2 separate regions of the Ovis aries genome follow, and region 1 is linked to region 2. The links are chromatin contacts, called in public Hi-C maps. All regions are on one chromosome and are shown on one strand. The core of a region is the stretch at or near the end of the contact, and the rest is flanking DNA. Distances in the headings are between cores, read along the strand shown. Region 1 has its middle 150 kb from the start of HMCN1. Region 2 holds the start of IVNS1ABP (influenza virus NS1A binding protein).

Region 1 (7,142 bases), core at 2,340-4,839, 280 kb after region 2:
TGTGTCACACGTCTGGACACAGATGTTGAGAACCCCATCGAAACACTGCATCAGGCTCCTTGGAGGGTAAGGCCCAGGAATATGCAGTCCCCATCCCCTGCCCTCAAACTCCACAGGATATTTAGCCACAACTATGGTTGGGAATTATTCCAACAAAAGTAAGTTTCCTAGAACAGGCTTGAGTTTAGTGCTTTCTGGCTATGTGGAAAGACAATGAATGCTGACTGACTGATGGACGGAATGAATGAATTCATCAGAGACTAGGTAGAACTTGAGTATTTAATTATAATTATAGCCTTGTGGCCCCACCCACCCCATTGCATTCAAGCCTAAACTTCTTTACTAGCACCACTAGATCCTTAGCTGCATTCCAGAGCAGAAGGAGAGGAAAGGAAGAGCTAGGAGGAGACAAGCAGAAGATGACAATTGAAGCATCTAGAGATGGTTGAGGGTCGATCCAGCTGCCTCCTTTTCCCCAAAGAGGCAGATCAACATCCCATCTCCTCCAACCGACTGATGGCATGTGCATGATCGAAAGTAATTTATAGCTCCTTCCCAGGATCGGCCTCAGTGCAGGAAAGCGGAGAATAAAATGGTGCATGTGACAGAAATGTGGCCCTGCCGGACCCCCAGAGGAGCTCCAAGTCCGATCAGCTGTCCTTCATTAATCAAAAGTTGGCTGTAGCTCACTCCTCTACTTGGAATGAGTCTAGCTTTCCATCATTACAGCAGAACAGCAGGTTCATGAATAAGGTTTTAGCACGAATATGGGTACACGCTTGCTATTATAATCTCAGCTTGCGAAATGAAACGTCTCAAAGGCCGAATCAAGCTCATGGTTGGCAGTCCCACGCTGAGTGTGTGTTGGCTCTTTCTCCTTTATTCTCCAAGTGGTCTCCTCTTTCTTCCAGTGTAAATTGTGGCTGGTGTTAAGTGTGTGTGTCCTTATGCATTCAGCTGGAATCTCCAGTGATAAGTCAGGACTGGGAGTTGTCTTCAAGGAAGAAGCAGTGGCGGAGGGGAGAACTTGAGATCTGTGCCATTTTGATTGAGCACTGGGCATGCACTCTGCAGCACAGAAATTCATTGAGACATATCATTAATCCCATTTTACTGATGAAGAAACTAAGACTCCAAGATGCTGAGAAATTCCCCTAAACTGACATAGGCAATGATGTGGCAGGATAGTCAGTGGAGGGTGAGGAGTAGAGAAGTGGAGGGGAAGGCACAAAGAGGACGTGAGAAGATCAGTCACAAAGCAAGAGAAACAGACATGTTGAAAAAGAATGAGGAGAATAAGGGTTAAATGAGTGCAGGTGTTTTTTTTTTTTTTTAATACCCTGTTCACCTGGATTTCAGTTATAAATCATTTGACATTTTGATCAGTTATCTCTGTACTCATTGCCAGTTTAGAGTCTTGTCTCTAAATAGCACAGCACGGAAGGCCAGTAGGGGAAATACTTTGGGCAGAGCTGGCTAAAGTCTGGTGCCAGATCAAACACATGGGGAATTAGATCCGACCAGGGGACCAGACCTTCTCTACAGCTGGTATCAAGTCAACGTGGCCCAGTTTGGCTAGAGCTTTTCCCTGACCCAGCACTTCCTTCTCCTATGGTCACCAAGCAAGGGACCTGCACGTTCCAGGGACCATGTGTCTGTGACCTCCTCAACCTGTCACTGTTCTCTGTCCCTTGTTTCTCACTCCAGCAAGTTGGACCCTGAATCAAATCACATCACATGATGCAGTCAGAAAAAAAAGAAAAAAAGTTCTGTTCAACAAACGTTCCTGCCACACTTTGCATGCTCAGCTATAGATAAAATAAAGGTGGCAAGAAAGTACTTAAAATAGTAACGATCTATTTCTTCTTGCATTTTCTTGTACATGTTGAACTGTAAAAGTAACTTAAAATTAGCCACATTTCTTATACGAGTGGTCTGAAATTCACTATTTATTTAATAATCTTCAGCCATTGAGAACTTGGTGCTATACCTGTGAAATTTTAAAACTGAAAAGGACTGATAATTGCAGAAGGTTGATAGTTATGCAAACATTAGAGGGGATTAGAGTTTGTTTATGGTATCTTTACAGTTTCCTGGAAAGTAAATATTAAAACTGTGTTTTCAGTTAGGGACCTTGTTTTCATTAACCAGGTCCTTGAAGAGAGTGTCAGGAGGTTGACTGAACATTTAGCGAAAGTCTGAGAACTGCCATAGCTTGTACTTGCACAGAAATTTTGTCACTGGGATGCTGGTCATGACAAGAGACTAATATATGTCATAAGGTCCCAACTCTCAAATTTATAATGACTCCATTATGATTATATTTTTTCTTTGGCAGTAGGGAAGAAAAACTTAGAAATAGCTCTTCCAAGGAGGAGAGTTTGTACTGTGCTTTTTTTTTTTTTTTTAAAGATGCTTGTATTGTTGATCATAACATGCTCTCTGCCTGTCTTCTCAAGGCTGCCATCAATCCTGGAAACTACCTGCTTTGATGAGCAGCAGTTAGGAGGCAAACTAGGTCAGAATTCTGAGTGGGGATTGTGAAAAGTACAGCAAAAGCTGTGTAACTCAAGACACCCTACATAAAATTAGTCCCCTATAAATAATGGCAGGCAAATATACCTGATTCTGAATTACTAGGGGCTTCCCAGGTGGTGCAAAGTATCCACCTGCCAATGCAGGAGATGCAAGATACGTGGGTTCGATCCTGGGTCAGGAAGATGTCCTGGAGGAGGAAATGCCAACCTGCTCCAGTATTCTTGCCTGGAGAATCCCAAGGACAGAGGAACCTGGCAGGCTGCAGTCCATGGGTTTGCAAAGAGTCAGACATGACTGAGTGACTGAGCGTGTGCACACACACACACACACACACACAATGAATTTCTACTGTTGCTATGTGAGAGTCTTTGAAATTGATTTTTTTAAAATGTTCCTGGTCTCTTGCCCTTTATCCTTCTGAATTATTAGTTGAAACTTGAAACCTTAGTAGAATGTCTGTCTGTTCTTTGTAGCAATTGGTTCTCCAAAATAACCATGTAAACTCTCTCAATTAGAAGAAACTGGCTAGCTATTATTTGGATTGGACATTGCAACCAAAATGGGGCAGCTCCCCTCTGTCCACCAATGTCTGCCACCAGTCAACCTCTGCCTTCTGACTATGATTTCCTATCTATAAGTGGAGCAATCCAGCTGGAGTTTGTATGATTATTTTGGAGACATTTCCAAGTACTGTGACCTGTCTTTCTGTCCAGCCAGCCAGCCAGCTAGCCAATAAATATTCACTAACCATTTAGCATGTACAAGTCATTGGGCATATAATAGGAAGACAGGATAGGATAGATAGGATTTCTGGCTTCAGGAAGCTTATTATAGAACAGTAAAGGAAGACAATTTTAAAAGAAAATATAAATAATATAAGAAGTGTTATGGTAGAGGAAGAAAACAAGAGCGTGGGAACCTGCAGTGTAAACACATGAGCTGTGGTGGTGAGGTGGGGGAGGGTGTGAGAGAAGCCCTCACAGAGGAAGCGATGCCTGAGCTGAAACCTGAGGCTGAGCAGGAGGAAGTCAATCAAAAAGCAGGTAGCGCCATGCTCTGGACAAGAGAATTAGTCAACAGGGAGAGAGAGTCATGGGCGTTCAAAGAACTGAAATGTTAAAGTTCAGGGAGAGAAGTAACAAGAAACGGACTTGCAGAGGTTGAGAGGTGTCTACCTACCTCTTCTGAGGAGTCTTGAAAGAGAGGCTACTGAAACTGGATTTCATCCAAGACAGCTGTAGGTTTGGAGTAAGGAAAGAGCACAATTAGATTTCTGTTTCACAAGGATATCTTGGCTGCAGTGCAGATAACAAGGGGGGCTACTTGATTTTTCTAGTCTTTTTTTAAAATTTGCCATGCAGGATCTAGTTCCTTGACCAGGGCTCGAACCTAGGCCCCCTGCATTGGGAGCAGAGAGTCTTAGCCACAGGGACACCAAGGAAGTCCCTGATTGTCATAGTCTTGACAAAGGACATAGGTGGTTAGAATGGTGTAGCAATAGTAGGGAATAGAGAGATATAGGGAGCGAAATAGCGTAAATCATTCCATGTCAAGGACATGATAAATCCTTATGATGCTGAGTCTGGATTCTCAAAGGAAAATATGGAAAAATTCTCAAAGGAGAAGCATGAAGTGTGGGGAGTTTTCTGAAGCTTGGAACTAATTGTCACTTGGATTCTGTGTTTGATCTTTTCTAGACTTAGCAGCAGCAGCAGCAGCAGCAGACTTGACACTCTAGGTAAATTCCAAGAGTTAGGAGGATAGAAATCATGCAGTGTAGTATCTCCCTATCCAATTGGTATCATGAGAGAAACCACGTGACAACTGGGTTTGAGTCATAGATTTGCAGTTCAGTAAATTTGAGCTATCAGGCAAAATATGTAATGTCTAATCAGAGACAGGAAGACAACAAGGAACACGAATGAAGTCTTTTACTTTTATGAGCTCTAGCTGAGAATATAGATGATACACAAATAAATAGAAAACTAGGTAATGACAAATTGTGACAAGTGCTATGAAGGAAATAAAAATGATCATGAGATGGAGCTAAAGAGTGAAAATTGGTCAGTCACTAAAGGGCTGGGGGAAAGTCATTACAGGCAGATGGGACAGCACACACAAAGCCTGCCAATGGGAAAGAGCCTGGTGGTCAAATAACAGACACTCCATGGAGGCAGGCCTTGTAGGCTAACAGGAGGTTACATTTTATTCTAAGAGCAAGAGAAACCATTAACGTATTTTAAACAACAGAATCTACATGTCCAGATTTACATATTTATAGTGTCATTCTGGCTGCTAAATGAAGAATGAATTGAGAGGGAGAAAGTGAAGAGATCAGCTAGGAGACTATTACAATGATCCAGAAAAGGTAAAAGTAGCTCAAATAATAAATAATGTGTCTAGAGCGCTTACGTTCTTTAAACAGATGTTTATTTGGCCGTGTCAGGTCTTAGCTGTGGCAGGCAGGATCTTCACGGCATCATGGCAGCGTCTTTCCTTGCAGTGCGCAGACTCTCTAGTTGGGGTACATGGGCTCTGTAGTTGTGGCTCACGGGCTTAGTTGCTCTGAGGCATGTGGGATCTTAGTTGCTCACCAGGGATCCAACCTGTGTCCCCTGCATTACAAGGCAGATTCTTAACCATAGGACCATGAAGAAAGTCCCTAGAAATTTTTTTATAATTATTTTCGGTAAGATTTGGATAAAAAAGACACTGAAAATGTTTTGCTTAATGTTTGTATTTCCATCACTTTATTATAAAAATGCAGAAAACTAGAAAAAATTATAGTGTTGCACTATATACCTACCTCAAAGATTCTAAAATTAACCTTTTACTATTCTTGCTTTGTCACATATGTGTTCCCCTAATCTTTGCTCTATCAGGCCATCTTATTTTTTTGATGCATTTCAAAGTAAGTGCATACACAACTCATAAGCACAGAAGCATGAATAAACTTAACTCAGAAGCCATATTTTTTTATGATTCCTTTTTTCCTTTGTGATAAAACATACATATTTGTAATGCATAAATTTAAATATACTCTTTGATTCATTTGTCAAATAAGTATAACTGTGTATGCCCTTTTCTTTGGGGATCCCAGTCATATTTTATGAGACTTTTAATATTATTTCATAGGTCGCCAAGGCTTCGTAAACATTTTTCAATCTTTTTTCCCTCTGTTTTATTCAGAATGGATAATCTACTGAACTATCTTCAAGTTCACTTAGGTTTGTCATCTTCAATCTGCTATTAATTACATTCAGTGATTTTAAAACTTCACAGTTGTTTATTTTTCAGTTTGAAAACTTCTTTCGGGATTCTGTTAGTTTATGTTTCTCTGCCAGATTTTCCTGTGTTGTTCTTTTTTTATTCATTTGTTGTTAAGTCACTCAGTCATGTCCAACTCTTTGCAACCCCATGGACTGCAGCATGCCAGGCTTCCCTGTCCTTCACTCTCTCCCAGAACTAGCTCAAACTCATGTCCATTGAGTCAGTGATACCATCCAATCATCTCATCCTCTGTCGTCCCCTTCTCCTCCTGCCCTCAGTCTTTCCCAGCATCAGGGTCTTTTCCAATGAGTCAGCTCTTCGCATTAGGTGGCCAAAGTATTGGAACTTCAGCATCAGTCTTTCCAGTGAATATTCAGGACTGATTTCCTTTAGGACTGACTGGTTTGATCTCCTTGCTGTCCAAGCAACTCTCAAGAGTCTTCTCCAAGACCACTGTTCAAAAGCATCAATTCTTCAGTGCTCAGCCTTCTTTATGGTCCAACTCTCACATCCATACGTGACTCCTGGAAAAACCATAGCTCTGACTATGTCGACAAAGTAATGTCTCTGCTTTGTAATACACTCTCTAGGTTTGTCATAGCTTTTCTTCCAAGGAGTAAGCATCTTTTAATCTCATGGCTGCAGTCATCATCCACAGTGATTTTGGAGCCCAAGAAAATAGTCTCTCACTGTTTCCATTGTTTCCCCATCTATTTGCCATGAAATGATGGGACTGGATGCCATGACCTTCGTTTTTTGAATGTTGAGTTTTAAGCCAACTTTTTCACTCTCCTCTTTCACTTTCATCAAGAGGCTCTTTAGTTCCTCTTTGCTATCTGCATATCTGAGGTTATTGATATTTCTCCCGGCAACCTTGATTCCAGCTTGTACTTCATCCAGCCTCGCATTTCTCATGATGTACTCTGCTGCTGCTAAGTCACTCTGTGTGACCCCATAGATGTCAGCCCACCAGGCTCCCCTGTCCCTGGGATTCTCCAGGGAAGAACACTGGAGTGGGTTGCCATTTCCTTCTCCAATGCATGAAAGTGAAAAGTGAAAGTGAAGTCGCTCAGTCGTGTCTGACTCTTAGCGACCCCATGGACCTCAGCCTACCAGGCTCCTCCATCCATGGGATTTTCTAGGCAAGAGTACTGGAGTGGGGTGCCATTGCCTTCTCCATGATGTACTCTGAATATAAGTTAAATGAACAGAATGACAATATGCAGCCTTGATGCCATCCTTTCCCAATTTTGAACCAGTATGTTGTTCTATGTTTGGTTTTAACTATTGCTTCTTGACCTGCATACAGATTTCTCAGGAGGCAGATAAGGTGG
Region 2 (7,170 bases), core at 1,083-3,582:
ACACTCCCAAGCACAAGGTAGAGGGAGATTCCCAATCTTCTTGTAGATTTGAGTATACAACCATAACGTTGAAAAGTCAGTGAAATGATTTTTAGGGGTACTTCGTCTAACATCAATGATTAAGACAGTTCCCCAACAGAAAAACATTTTAAAATAAAAAACCAAAACACTTATTTGCAAAACATATTCAACTGCCACCTAACATTCTTCAAGCAAGAAAAAACAAAACCCCACTCCAAAGCAAGTAGCAAAAAGACACTAATTTGAAAACAAAACCTGGAATGCTGTTTTGAGGGCAAGAGGTGGAAAAACAGAACTACAAGATAAATTAAGAAATTAATATGTATTAATGACAGAGATTTCAAATATTAGGAAAACATAGAGGAAAATTATTCTGGGTCTCTTTTAGGTCAGTGATGCTAGTTCAGTTTTTTCTCTCACTACAAATTACAGACATTTGACAAGTAGCCTGCCAGCTGGTATTAAATTATGGTATTCTCAACCCAATTCTAAATAGTGTACGCCTCACCTTCTGATATACAAATAACGACTGCTCCTTCAGCATCTTTCAGGAGAAGTTTCAGCATGATTATGCCTAAAGCTATTCAATATTTTCTTTTCCTTAACCACCAGTGCTAGAATAATTGGAAGAAAATATTGTCTCAGTCTAGTCCCTGCTACACTTGAACTGTTTATAGTAGTACTACGCTTGCCGAGTTGTTATTTACTAGTGGACAGAAGGTCACCACACACACAGTCCTCAAAGAACAGCTTGATGCCAGCGTGTTCCAGCCCTCCATCACTGACAACAGATATTGGGTAACAAAATAAATCCTTTAATAGGCCTCAAAGTTTTTGAAACGGCAGCGGCCTCAAACAATAGATCTAATTTGTATTGGGGAAAAAGTAAAATTTCTAAAGTATCTGTGGTTCAAGTTTCCCTAGGGCTAACCCTCAATCTGATCCTACTGCCTGATACCTTCTTACCATCATCATGAGCTTACAACCAGTCGCTACGCAAAAAGCGCAGAACGACGGAAAAAGAACAAACCTCTCTGCTGATATTTTTTTTGGCGAGGGGGCGGGGGTTGCGGGGGTGCGGCGGAGATGGGAAACAAAGCGGCGAGGGCCCCAGAGTGACTGTCTGGAGAGCCCTGCAGTCCCAGGCCTTCATCCTCGCGCGGCCCGGCCGGAGACCACTCCGAAGGCCGGGAGGCAAGGCGCCCAGCGTCTGCACACTCCCGCCCGGGATTGGCCCGGCCCGCAGTCATTCAGCGCCGACACGTCAGGGCAGCAGCTCCCTCCCTCCTCCCGCCCCCTTCTCCCCGCGCTTGGCAAGAAAAGCGGGCAACGTGGAGCGGGAACAAAGGACCCCGCGGCCCACGGCGATCGGGAGCGCGGTGCCACCCTACCCCAGACCCGGGAGCACCGACTGGGCCCTGGGCCGGCTCCCCGCCCACAGTCGCCGGGTCCTGCGAGGGCTCACGGGAGAGAATCCAGACCCCGGGCAGACACCCCACACACACACACTAGGCGGGGTTCCTGACAGCAGAAACGGAGATTCCCGCGCCCTCCTTCCGGAAGGTCTTGACCCAGGCCCCCCGAGGACCCTCTCAACCCAAAACTTCCCGTCCCTCCCGCCCTGCTTCTTCGGCCGCAGCGCTCTCCGAGGCGGCCAGCCACCCGCCTTTGGCCGCTGACGCGACCGGACAACCACGGCAGCGCCGCGCGGCGCCGGCTCGTCTTCCACAGAGAGCAGCGGCTGCGGCGACTTGCGGACTTGCACCCTGGGGACCCCGCACCGCTCCGCGCTTCCCACCCTAAAACCCCAGCCGCCCGCTCCATCCGTCAGCTCGGAGTCTGGCTGCACCCTGCCCTTCCTCCCCCGCTGCGTCAGTGGGATCAGCGCAGATTACCTGGTTCATCTCTGAAGAGATGAAAAAACTCATCTCTGGATCTTCAACAGGGAGCAGGAGGAAGCGGGCGGGAATCGGCCCAACCGAAAGCGCCTCGAGGCCGCGAAGGAGGGAGCGACCGAGCGAGGAGGGGACGAGCGCACAGCCCCGCGGAGTACGTGAGGCCGGGAGCGCACCGGGAATTCGCCGAGACCCGCTCGCTCGCTCGCTCGCTCGCTGGCACAGCCGCGCTGGAACCGAAGGCAGCGAAACTCTGCACAGCAGCCCCGAACGACCGACCTCCACGCGCTTCCCGGAGACACTGCCGCCGCGGCGGCCCGCGCGCGCCGCACCCCCCTAGCACGTCACCACGTGAACCGCCTTCGCCGCGGTCTTCACAGCCGCCAACGCCTCCCCGACGCTTCCGGCTGGAGAGCCGGCAAATGACCTGCGAGCGCAGCAATATCGCCCTCGAGGCCCCGCCCACCTATAGCCCCGCCCCCTCCGCCCCGCCCTTCTCCCCGGCCCTATGCGGTTCCGTCCTGCGCAGCTCAACTAGGTCAGCGCAAGGTGATCCCTGAAAGGGGGGCGCTACGGCCGCGCCGCCTCCCTTATCGCGCCGTCGGCCCTCCTTTCCCTCAGCCCCGCACCCTCTCTTCGCCGCTTCAGACAGTTGGGGAACTGGTTCCCTCCAGGCGCCCTCACCTGTTCTGCAGTCCCTGGAGGCACAATAGCTTGACAGATCAGACGTGGGAGATTAGGTTTTTTCGGCGTCAAATGTCCTTATAGGCAACCGCCCTAGACCGGAGCTGGCCACAGTGGACCTAAGAGTCTGTAGCAGCCAGTCCGCGTCACCTTTGTGGGTGGTGGTGTGCGGGGAGAGAACGTGGTGATTGTGAGGAACAACAGAAGCTCGCTGACAAAGAGGGGCGAGAGGATTCGGTCACTTTTGAGAAAACCATTGGAGAGGTCAGAGAAGACATAGTATTGTATCAGCGTTGCTGTGAAAATCTGTTTACATCTGCTTTTCGTCCCTGAGATCTTTTTTTGTCTGAGTGCAGCTCTTCTCTCAGAGATACTGAGTCAGTTCTTTGCTGGACTTGCCCTCTTGGAGAAAGAGAGTAACCTTGAGAACAGATAGCAGCCTTATTTCCACCACCCCATCTTGCCCCCAGGAGGCGAACCTGTTAAGGGGAAGGGAGACGCTTGACAGCAACTTCATGTGACTCTGAAGGGCACACTGGAAAGTTTCCTAGATTGAAGGTGAGGGGATTTTGTGAGGTAAACTTGTATAAGAGTTTGGCAAAGGCTTCCAGGTTAATGTGTTAGCTTATCCTGATTTGGCGAGGGCACTTAAGCCATCTAGGCCTAGCCTTGTTTGTATCTGATCCCTGAGCTTAGAGGATATTTCTAGGAGCTCTTCGTCATCAGTCATCACTTCCTACTACTGGTTATCATTAACTATTTCATGTACGCTTATGGGAGCAGAAAAATATAGGGGCCCTTCATCTGCAATAGAAGCTTTACAACTTTTATTGCTAAAATATTGAAGCAAGGAGACTTTTGTTTCCAATTCAATTGTGGGTGGAAACGAGGACCTAAGGTATCTATTAGTATGGTTCTTATGTTTCTAGAGGAGAAAAAGACTGACATTTGCCACTGGGCTCTTGTTTTTGTCTTCAGATAATTGTCAGCAGTGTTCACTTTTATTGCAAATGAAACAGAGTACATACTTTTACCTTCTTTTAATACCATAGACTTCATCCTTCCAGAGAGAGTATGAACTGCCCTCTTCAGGTAGGCACATGACTCTGTGGCCTGCTGTACACATGGTCCCTCTCGCTTTACTCTAAATAGTGCCTTTGTGACCTGAAACAGCCAACACTTTCTTAAAGCTACAGTGTGATCAATCAATGCGTTTTTGCCTCATGTGGAATTTCACATTTGTGTAGTACCTTCTGTATGAATAATAACATAATTTATGCATTCCATTTGTTCTCCAGGCAACTCCAGGTTTAAACCTATCTATCCAGTTACTGTATAATCCAGATGAAAATTTAGCAGTGGGCAATTTCAGCCTGGTAAAGTAACCAATTATAAGATTTCACTCAATATTTTAATTACACAAGATATATTTTAAGTGTTTAATATAAAGGAAAACTATTGACTTCTATTTTATGTCATGCACTGAGAACGATAAATTAGGAATTGGTGGCTCCCTGCAGTCTTTCTACTCCTCTCTGATCCTGCTGTAAATGTTGCACTTGTGTTTTGTTCCTTATGTGTTAGTTTGCTAGGGCTTCTATAACAAAGTACCACAAGCTGAATGCTTAAGCAACAGAAATTTATTGTCTCACAGTCTGTACTTCTAAAGTCACAGTGTTTGTAGGGTCCTGGTTCCCCTGTAGGCACCTGAGAAGGATCTGTTCCAAGCCCTTCTCCTGGCTTCTGGTAATTCCTTGATTTGTGGCAAAAGAGCTCTAGTCTTTGCATGGCCTTTCCCCCATGTGCCTGTCTCTGTGTCCAAATGTCCTCTTTTTATAAGGATTAGAGGCCCACCCTAACCTGGTATGGCCTCATCTTAACTAAGTCACCAGTTCCAAAAAAGATCATACTTTGAGATATTAAAGTTTAGGACTTTAACACAAATTTTGGAGGGGACATAATTCAACTCATACCACTTCAATTCAGCGTTTCTCCAGATTTGGTCCACACACACCACATTTTATCAAAATAACCTGGATGTTTTAATAGAAATGCAGGTTCCTAAGCTTTACCCTAAGCAAGTGATTCTCAAAGGCCAGGAATGATTTTTTTTCCTCCCCCTCAGGGGACATTTGGCAGTGTCTGGAAACGGGACAGGAGAGAGGTATCTGATATCTAACAGACTCAGAATGCTGCTAAACACCCTGCAATGCACAGGACAGTCCAGCACGACAAGAAAATGATCCCACTCCAAATGTTAATAAAGCCTGGGCTTCCCAGATCACAGTGGTAAAGAATCCACCTGCCAATGCAGGAAACACAAAAATGCAGGTTCAGTCCCTGGGTCAGGTAGATCCTCTGGAGGAGGAAATGACAACCCACTCCAGTATTATTGCCTGGAAAATTCCATGGACAGAGGAACCTGGTAGGCTACAGTCCCAGAGGTCACAGAGATTTGGCCACGACTGATCACCACCAAGAAGCTATATCCTAAAACTGCTAAACCAGACTCTCTGGGATAGAGGCCTGGAAGTCAACATTTGACAAGCATCTCAACTACTTTTACCCACACTAAAGTTTGGGAAGCACTTCAGATACAAAATCCTTTTCTTGGAATATATACATGCTCCATTTTGTTCCAGATATTAGTTACCTCTCTTATTTATTAGCCATGCTAATTATAAGATGTTAATCTAACTAAATATGACAACTTAGCAATTGCCTGAATTTCTGAGTCTTACTGTAACATTCATTTTAGATTGGAAAGCTGTTTCTATTTTAAAATTTCTGTTCCACATTACATTATTTTGGATCAGCTATCTACATTTTCTAGATGCCCTTTGTCTAATCAAAATTGTTTTGAACAGGAAACTATTGCTAGTTTCTGGCTTGGCAAAGCAGTGCTTTGTTCGCTCCAGTCCACTGGTCTCTCCTGTAGCCAGAGTGACTGACTTGTCTATTTCATATATTTCTCTCATCCCTTGAAGTAATGCTGCTCTTCTCTCAAATTCTTTCTCTTCTTTACTTTTGGCATTTGAAAATATTTTTAGGGTATATTAGTGGTGTCTTAAGAGCAGAAACAAGAAAATGGTAGTGTCATAAAAGCCACCAGAAGCACAAGGGAAAATCTTAAAACTTCCATTAAAAAAGGTCATTGGAAATTATTATGTGTTTCCATGTATAACAAATTGAGAACTTGCCTCTCTAAAAAACTGCTTTAAGTATTCCATTTTAGAGAATGCTTAGTTGCTCAGTCATGTCTGTTCTTTGAGAACCTTTGGACTGTAGCCTGCCTACCAGGCTCCTCTGTCCATGGGATTTTTCAGGCAAGAAATATACATATGTGTGTCTGTGTGTGTGTGAAATATATATAATCCAGAGATTATAAAATCAAAATATTTTGGCTCTGCATTATCCTTATTGACCATTACATTTTCCAAGCTGTTTTGCTAATGACCTTTTGCTAGTTTTCTGAAGTCATCGCTGGTAAAATTTTGAGAACAACTCTAGCCTCCTCTTCCAATGACCAGAATCCCTGAATAGTTTCTTTCTCTTTCAACAGTTTCTTAGGAATTAAAACTTCTCATGTCATTCAAACATATTTTCTGTGACAAACTGATCACTTTACCTCTTTGGACTATGTGGCCAACAATCGTATGTTCAACTCTTGAATTACAAAGTGCAACCTAAGCTTTGGACTTCTCTGCTGATTCGGACGGTAAAGGGTCTGCCTACAATGTGGGAGACCCAGGTTTGATCCCTGGGTCAGGAAGATCCCCTGGAGAAGGAAATGGCAACCCACTCCAGTATTCTTGCCTGGAAAATCCCATGGATGGAGGAACCTGGTAGGCTACAGTGCATGGGGTTGCAAAGAATCAGACATGACTGAGCAACTTCACAAGCTCTCTGAGTCTTCATTCAAAACACCCTAAAAAAAAAAAAAAATGAGATTGCTGAAAATAAGCAAGGTGTAGAGTAAGTAGCCTTTATACTAAGCTGAGTTTTTAATACAAATGTTAAAATCAAATGTATAAACAAAAGAGTGGTAACATACAGCAAAATCTGTACAGTTTGATCCAGAAGATCTTTTGTTGTGTTTGGATACAAAACTTGACACCTGATGGCTGAAAGTCATACAACACAGTTCAGCTGGACTAGCCAGCCAACTGTTGCCAGTGTAAACTGATCACTTAACACATGAAGTTAAGAGGCTTCTACAAAAAAAAAGGCAGGAAGGATAGAGAAGTGAGGATATAACATCAGCTCTCCCCTTTTCTATCATGTTTTCTACTGTCTGGAGACCAGAGTGAAGTACAATAAGAAAATGATGGAATTTTACAAAATTCTTGTGAACTAAGCTTTCTAAATTACTGAAGAGTCATAAAGTTGTTATCTAAAAATTCCTCCCCCGAGAGTAATTCCTCATAGCCATGCTTCAAAATTGGCACCCTAGCAAACAGAATGAACAGATAAAGTAAAATGTTATCTTCCCCAATCATCTCTAATGTCCTGCTACAGAGGAAAATGTGAGGGAAAAGAGATGATGGCAACATAATCTACCAATGACCTC

Evidence for each region. A called contact is a pair of places that touch in the nucleus more often than the background predicts.
Region 1: a contact with region 2 is called in a Hi-C map of muscle, with 2.8 times the contacts expected there. The contact joins the enhancer-like site here to the promoter of IVNS1ABP in region 2. A contact is called at or near these places in 3 of 16 Hi-C or Micro-C datasets (blood and muscle).

What each region holds. Positions count from the first base shown.
Region 1 is chr12:65,990,717-65,997,858 of ARS-UI_Ramb_v3.0, forward strand. No RefSeq gene overlaps it. Among named protein-coding and RNA genes, the nearest start is that of HMCN1, 150 kb to the right of the region's middle. Within about 2 kb of position 3,590, at least 8 of the 54 cell types and tissues checked have an H3K27ac peak or open chromatin away from gene starts, as enhancers often do.
Region 2 is chr12:65,714,349-65,721,518 of ARS-UI_Ramb_v3.0, forward strand. IVNS1ABP (influenza virus NS1A binding protein) reads right to left here and starts at 2,333. Exons shown (of 14, transcript XM_060396701.1): 1 at 1,917-2,333.